Linked DNA regions of Mus musculus: region 2 is linked to region 1. The links are chromatin contacts, called in public HiChIP or PLAC-seq maps. All regions are on one chromosome and are shown on one strand. Each heading gives the region's core, a stretch centred on a gene start, on an enhancer-like site or on the middle of the called end of the contact. The rest is flanking DNA. Distances are from core to core; before and after follow the strand shown.

Evidence for each region. HiChIP or PLAC-seq counts read pairs in DNA pulled down with a chosen protein or histone mark.
Region 2: a contact with region 1 is called in an H3K27ac HiChIP or PLAC-seq map of embryonic stem cells, with 5 times the contacts expected there. The contact joins the promoter of Mcf2 here to the promoter of Zic3 in region 1. A contact is called at or near these places in 1 of 39 promoter capture datasets (stem cell-derived epiblast-like cells) and 2 of 115 datasets of contacts at active chromatin or transcription factors (both in embryonic stem cells).

The regions. Positions count from the first base shown.
Region 1 is chrX:58,028,964-58,032,625 of GRCm38.p6, forward strand. Zic3 (zinc finger protein of the cerebellum 3) reads left to right here and starts at 1,665. Exons shown (of 3, transcript NM_009575.2): 1 at 1,665-3,274. The coding sequence starts at 2,218. RefSeq lists enhancers at 1,468-1,498, 1,641-1,670 and a cis regulatory region at 1,480-1,488.
Region 2 is chrX:60,177,129-60,181,089 of GRCm38.p6, forward strand. It overlaps Mcf2 (mcf.2 transforming sequence), which reads right to left and starts at 1,961. Exons shown (of 28, transcript NM_001289731.1): 1 at 1,454-1,961. The coding sequence starts at 1,778.

The DNA.
Region 1 (3,662 bases), core at 415-2,914:
TCTTAGAAGGTGAGGTGTTGGCCAGATCAGTCAGATAGGAGGAGGGCAGAACCGGAAAAGCTGCAGTTCTAACGCGCTGCTTGAGGCGGTCTCTCCTGGCGCCTCTGAACTTGATCAGTTGTTGTTTGCTACAGAGAGATGGCGGCCAGGCTGTGAGCCTGCCTCAAGGCATAGACTTTTAGAGGCTTTGCCCTGCTTGGGATGTGACAATCCCAGCCACCTCTCAGTCTTTTCTTCCCACTCACTTTCTTCCACCCTTTGCTAGTGCTTTGCCGCACAAATCATGGGTGGATTTATAACCCTGCTTCTGGTCATTTTGTTCAGAGGGGGAAAAAATACAAAAAACAACAACAACAACAAAAAAAAAAAACAAAAACAAAAAACCTCTCACCAGGGGGAAGAGTGGTGGGTAAAGAGGCCACTCCAGCACAGTTCCCTGGAAAGCAATTCCTTGAGGGACTGACTGCTTCCCTGAGTCACTAGGTGCTTCACTGGATAGGCATAGAAGAGAGCAAAGCCCGGGATGTTAAGAGGGGAGGAAAATTCCATTCCCTGTTGTCCTTTTAACACTTCGGCATTTCAGAATGTTGAGTATTCAAAGCTTGTTGCTCCAGCCACACGAAAAGCACAGTCACTGTCTAGTATGTTTTTACTCTGTGTTTTGTATACATAGGCTGTGTTCTTACACATTAATTTAGCATCTATGCTTGTTTCTGGTATGTGTCTATATGCTCTCTGTGCTTTGTTTAGTGTTGATACTGTGTTGCTTACTTTATTTAGTATGTTCTGCGTCTTTCAGGAGGTGTGCTTGCTTTCTGTGTTTCATTCGTGTTTCCTGCTATTTGCTTAGGTTGTGTTGTACATGGCTGTTGTATTGTTGTCTGTTCTATCACGGGACAAGGGGATGTTGCTGAGAAGCAGTGAGTACAGCCGCTAATCACAGACCACACGGTCACAGTCTGACTCCGAATTACCGTTAGTAGGCTCTATGAGCTATCGTTTCTTCTAGTTTGGGCAGTGGACAGCTACCTCTAGTTTGGGGCACAGGCAGGGAAGAAACTGAACCGGCCTGGGTTTATAATCTAATGGGGTGTGGGGTGAAAGCCACAGCTGATCAGGAACACAGATTTGCCCCACTCATGCGGGAATTTGTTCTCGGTACCTACGGAAGGAAAACGTTCTCAAGGTGGTGAGGCAGCAGGGTCCCAAGTGGGTACCACAGTGTCTTCTGGACCGAAAGGGAACGGCAACGACAAGTATCTTCTTGGGTCAAAGAGTTTCTTTAGTCTAGGCGGGTACAGAGCGTGCGAGGGGTGCTTGCTGCCGGCTTAGAGCAGGGCCAAGCCAGGGAGAGGCTCAGCTCTGTCCCGCCGCTTGCGGAAGCCTGGCCCCAGTTCCCCACAGCCTCGCAAACCCGGCGGATCCCTTTCAGGGACGCTGAGCAGCGGCTGCCTCACCTGCCGGGCGCTCCGCAGCTACCCAATCAGCTGGGGTCGCCCGGCAGCGGCTGCCATGTTCTCCGCTTCGCGCTGCCAATCATTGTGTCGGTGGCCAATGGGCGACAGGGCCGGGGGTCAGGTGATCTCAGGCCAGCTGGCTCCCCATTGGTGCGCGCTGCCCAGCCTCCCGCTCGGTTTATGTGCGAGGAGTGAGTGATTGACTTTATCAGTCCAAGGACATTACTCTGGAGGTGAAGAGGCTTGGACTCGCGAAGCGAGCAGTGAGGTTCGAGCCTGCTTACTGCAGGCTGCCTGCCCTCTGGCCACGTTCCGCCTCTGCTTCTTGGTGCAGTTGCTCCTGAAAGCCGGGACCCGAGGAGCCTCTGGCCCCGTGGTTCCGCGCTCTTGAGTAGAGGAGGGGTGTCCGGGACAGGATTGACAAACCCCGCCCTCCACTTATTATTTTGCTTATTTTTCTTTGTGCGCTCCTGTTAGTTTGTTAAGCAGATTTAGTCCTAGAGTCTTTTCTCCTCCCTTCTCCTCCCTCCTCCTCTCCCATCGCCCTCCCCCCAATCCTTTTTCTTCCCCTCCTCCCTCCCGTCCCTCTGCAGGAGACTCTCGCAGCCTAGGAAAGTTGCAGCTCCGGGTAGCGCCTAGGGGGTCTCCAGGCAGTGTTCAACCGCCGCCATCCCTTTCCGACTACGGCCCTTCAGGGATCTCCTTCGCCTGCACCCTTGCTCACTTCGGCCGGATCTTCTGTGTCCAGAACACCCTACCTATGACGATGCTCCTGGACGGAGGCCCGCAGTTCCCTGGGTTGGGAGTGGGCAGCTTCGGTGCTCCGCGCCACCACGAGATGCCCAACCGCGAGCCTGCAGGCATGGGATTGAATCCCTTCGGGGACTCAACCCACGCTGCGGCCGCCGCCGCTGCCGCCGCTGCCTTCAAGCTGAGCCCAGCCACCGCTCACGATCTGTCTTCGGGCCAGAGCTCAGCGTTCACACCGCAGGGTTCAGGTTATGCCAATGCCCTGGGCCACCATCACCACCACCATCACCACCATCACGCCAGCCAGGTGCCCACCTACGGCGGCGCTGCCTCCGCCGCTTTCAACTCCACGCGCGACTTTCTGTTCCGTCAGCGCGGTTCTGGGCTCAGCGAGGCAGCCTCCGGGGGCGGGCAGCACGGGCTTTTCGCTGGCTCGGCGAGCAGTCTTCACGCTCCAGCTGGTATTCCTGAGCCTCCTAGCTACTTGCTCTTTCCTGGGCTTCATGAGCAGGGCGCTGGGCACCCGTCGCCCACAGGGCACGTGGACAACAACCAGGTCCATCTGGGGCTGCGCGGGGAGCTATTTGGCCGTGCAGACCCATACCGCCCCGTGGCTAGCCCGCGCACGGACCCCTACGCGGCCAGTGCGCAGTTCCCTAACTATAGCCCCATGAACATGAACATGGGCGTGAACGTGGCGGCCCACCACGGGCCGGGCGCCTTCTTCCGTTACATGCGGCAGCCCATCAAGCAGGAGCTGTCCTGTAAGTGGATCGAGGAGGCTCAGCTGAGCCGGCCCAAGAAGAGCTGCGACCGGACCTTCAGCACCATGCATGAGTTGGTTACGCATGTTACCATGGAGCATGTGGGGGGCCCGGAGCAGAACAACCACGTCTGCTATTGGGAGGAATGTCCCCGCGAAGGCAAGTCCTTCAAGGCGAAGTACAAACTGGTCAACCATATCCGAGTGCACACTGGCGAGAAACCCTTCCCGTGTCCCTTCCCGGGCTGCGGGAAGATTTTTGCCCGCTCTGAGAACCTCAAGATCCACAAGAGGACCCATACAGGTAAGGGGGAGCAGACAGGTGGGCGCGGGTCTCCCCAGGGGCACCCTGCCACCAAGCAGACTGAACAGCCAGAGAGGGAGAGGGGTGGAGGCCAAGCCGAGGGGCGGCGCCCCGCCGAGACCTTTCAGTACCAAGCGCTGTCACAGCCTCTCCACCCCTCACCCCCCAGGAACCTGCGGCGCTTTTGCCGAGTTCTAAGTTCCTGAGCAGACTGCTGTGGTCTCAGGAACTAATTGGGACCTTCTCGCGCCCAGGAACCAACTGGCGCCACCTCTTTTTGTGTTCTTTTCTGGGTTACTAAGAAGAGACTCCGAATGTGTTGGGAGTATATTGCTTACAAGCGACTTAGCTCTCTGAACACATTCGGGGAAGGCAACCATAGAAATGC
Region 2 (3,961 bases), core at 711-3,210, 2.1 Mb after region 1:
TTTTTTTTGCCTCCCACATCCATTTAAACTGCCCTGAAACCCTGAAAAAGTGTGTGCCCCACTCCCACACTTCCCTTAATGATTTATTATTACATACAGAAAATAACATTGACCGCTTCCAAACAAAATACTCAAGACCAAAGGGTTCTTTGTTACCAAGCTTTAGACAGAGCCCTGGGTTTCCTGTGGTTTAACCGAAGTCATCGACGTGACCTCCTTCCAATTCGTGGACAGCCTCAAACAAGAAGAGGAATTTGGAACACACACTGTGGCTACCTGATTTGAGAAAAGAAAAACTACACCATGTCTAGTTTTTAATTCCCAAATTCCCATTACAAGGAACACCGCAGGGTAAGCAAGCACCACAGACGCACAAAAGACATGGCCAGAGCTGCAGCACCTGGCGGATATTCCTGGACTGCTAATGGTATTAGAGGAACTTTAAATTTTAGGAGCCTCTGCATGCTTCACGGTACACCAAGAGTCCAAAGCCAAGCAACTCCGACTAGCTCAATATGTATACATCAAGTGCCGCCTCTCACTACTCTTAAGCTTTTTACCAAAACAGTGGCAGCAGTTAAGACATTTGTTAGCTTTGGTTTTGTCCCTCCAAGGCAAGTAAGAAAGAGCCTTTCGCCTTTGTAGTAAGAGCTGAAGGAAGACAGGAAGCTCATAGGACCAGGCTGGAAAGAAGTGGCGGTCCTAGTGAGAAAACCCAAATTCTTGACCGCAGTTTGCCTGCAAACTCCTCCTCCAACTTCAGGCCCGCGGCTTTCAGAATCCAAGCGCCTTTTTGACTTGGCCCTAGCACGCGTACGTGAAACAAACAGCAACCACCCACACAAGTAAATAAACCTCGCTTTAAAAACTACAGGGAGTGTTACAGGGAAGTGCATCTGCATCCTCCTCCTCAGCAAGGTTCCGCTCTAGGGTACAGAATGCGGTGTAGGAAGATTCCTCCCTTAACATTCCCAACTCCACCAAGAGGCATCCAGGTGGGTGGTGGTGGGAAGTGAGGAAGAGACCTGGAACAGTCTCACCTTGCATGGCGGGCTTCTGGGGGTCCACCTGCGGGGCTTGAGCTGAGCAGAGAGCCACACACATCCTCAGAGTGGCAGCTGGCCTGAGGAACTGAGGTCCACAGTCTGGGCGGCTCTAAACTAGGAGTGCCACAGCAGGGGGGGTGGATTATGGAGTGAATGGGGGCAGGGAAAGGAGAGGGAGAAAGAGAGAGTGAGACAGAGACGGAGGGAGAGAGAGAGAGAGAGAGAGAGAGAGAGAGAGAGAGAGAGAGAGAGAGAGAGAGAGAGGTTGATTGAGAGAGAGAGAGCAGAGAAGACAAAGTGCACCAGACATCCCCTACCCGAACAGGTTGAGGAGGGAGCCGGGAAGAGGGGAGAGAGCCCAGTGTTCCAGGCAACTGAGTGGGAGTGCACAGGGATGTGGTACTCACCTGCTAGGAAGACTGCCTGCAGCAAGCAGAGGTAGTTCTTCCCGTACTTCTCCGCGATCCTAACGCGATGCAGGGCCATGGCCATGTCCACCTGCACCGGGACCGCCTGCGTGAACGGCACGAAAGAACAGTGGTCCTGATTCAGCTGGAGATTGGGCGCCTTGGCGGCAGCCCTAGGCAAACGCTTGACCGCCAGCCACTGCGAGGCCAGGGCCGGAGTGGAAGCGGGAGGGGACCCTGTTGGAGGGAGCCCAGCCCGAGAGGACCCTGCTGGAGGGAGCCTTGCTGGAGGGAACCTTGCTGGAGGGGGCCCTGCTTCCGCCATCCTCAAGCCAGACTCGCTAGTTGGTGACCCCAACCTCAACTGGCCACTGCCGGACTCTGGCTCGCTAGCAGCCCGTCTGTGCAAGCACAGACGCGGCCAGAAGGGTCGCAGTCTACGCAGCTCAGTGGCTTAGAAGACTAGAGCCCCCTAGCTGGGACCAACAAGCCCCAGGACAGGGAGCCCAGAAACTTGCAGAGATTTCAAGACTCTGGCTGCAGAGCACTTCTGACCTCAGCTACTGAGAGTTGAGCAACTCCGCTCGGAGTGGATGTACACCCACGTCCCCGCCTAGTTTCCAACAGGATGGATCAGGGGCGGGACACCGAGAACCAGAGGGGACAGCCCCCACAGATACGCCCGCGGAGGGGTAGGGAAGGCTGGAGCACGTGTAGGGAGGAGACCGCCCGACCTCTCACTCTAGGCAGTGGGAGCTGGAGTCAAGAGTTTTCTTCCTTTGCATCCTGCTTCTCAGGGCAGGGCAGGAGTGGAGTAAGGATACACAGTGTGGGCACCTGCAGATAACACTGTTGGAGAGCTTTGCTGATGCCAGAAAAGCAGCCCTGGTTAGTCCAAAAGGGCTGGAGCTCTAGCCTGAATGTGCCTTCTCCCACCCTGCCCCCCACCAGCCTGCACTCGCCCAAGTTTCCTGACTTGCTTTAAAAAGGAAAGGAGGAAATAGAAATGGGCTACTGAGAAGACTGTGAGGTAAAAAACACTTGCTGGATCAACCTGGGTTAAAGGAACCCTGTGTAAGTTATGGTATAATAAGAGAACTGATCCCACATAAGTGTTCCCTGACCTCTACATGCACTGTAATACATATGTTATGCACAAAAATAAATAATAACCAAAGTCGAATCTGAACATACAGATCAGTTGGTAGAGTGTTTTCCTAGTGTGCACTTCTGGGTAGGAGATGGACTCTGAAGGATCAGGGTTATCTCCAGCGACATAGCCCATTCCAGGCCAGTCTGGGCTACTTACAAAAGATCCTGTCTCAAAAACATCACATACGCAATTAAAACGAAAAATAACAACAAACTGACCAGGGGAATGGGGGGGGTGGCAGCAAGACAAGACATCCTCTTGAAGAACCAAGTGAGAAAGGATGGGAGGTCCCAGCCAATCCCTTCTCCTAAGCCCAAAGCTCCCCAGAAGAAAGCTTTGGAAGAGTAAGGGAAAGCTAGCTGCTCATAACAAAAGCTAGAGCAGCAGGACTTTGAAGGGCTAGCAGGGAGGTAGGGGGGAGGGGCTGGAGGGAGGGAAGGGGGAAAAAAGAAATCTGGTAAATAAATTATAATCTGGAAAAAAAAAAGGAAAAGCTATAGAAGCCGGGCAGTGGTGGCACACGCCTTTAATCCCAGCACTTGGGAGGCAGAGACAGGTGGATTTCTGAGTTTGAGGCCAGCCTGGTCTACAGAGTGAGTTCCAGGACAGCCAGGGCTACACAGAGAAACCTTGTCTCAGATTAAAAAAAAACAAACAAACAAAAAAAGCCTATTATTTCTGTAGAAACTACTGTTTCATACATAGTGAAAATTTCCCCCTGATGTTCCTTAAAAGAAATGGCTGTTCTGATGGTCTCATGCTTTTTTGTTGTTTTGTTTTGTTTGTTTTTGTTTTTCGAGACTGAGTTTCTCTGTGTAGCCCTGGCTGTCCTGGAACTCACTCTGTAGACCAGGCTGGCCTCGAACTCAGAAATCCACCTGCCTCTGCCTGGTCACATGCTTTAAGTCCATTTCCAGTGCCACTATATCTCCGCCCCCCCCCCCCCCAAGACAGGGTTTCTCTGTATAGCCCAGGCTATCCTGGAACTCACTTTGTAGACCAGGTTGGCCTCCAACTTAGAAATCCACCTGCCTCTGCCTTCAGAGTGCTGGGATTAAAGACATGCTTCACCACGCCAGGTGCCACTATAGTTTTAGGGAACAAATGTCTTCTATAAATGTCAGCAGTCCTTTCATGAACTGTATTGTTCACACAGTGATGATGTATCCGAAATCAAGTGTTTACTGCTTGAGGAAAAGGTGACTCTAGACTATCATTTGAAATCATAACTCTGGACTCCTTCAATTATTAGCTACAATGAGTCAGGTGTAAACAGTGACGTGAGGATCCGAGGGTGATTGCTGACCTTCTATGCTGCTCAACTAATTCCTTCTTAGGATGAATTAGAACTCAAA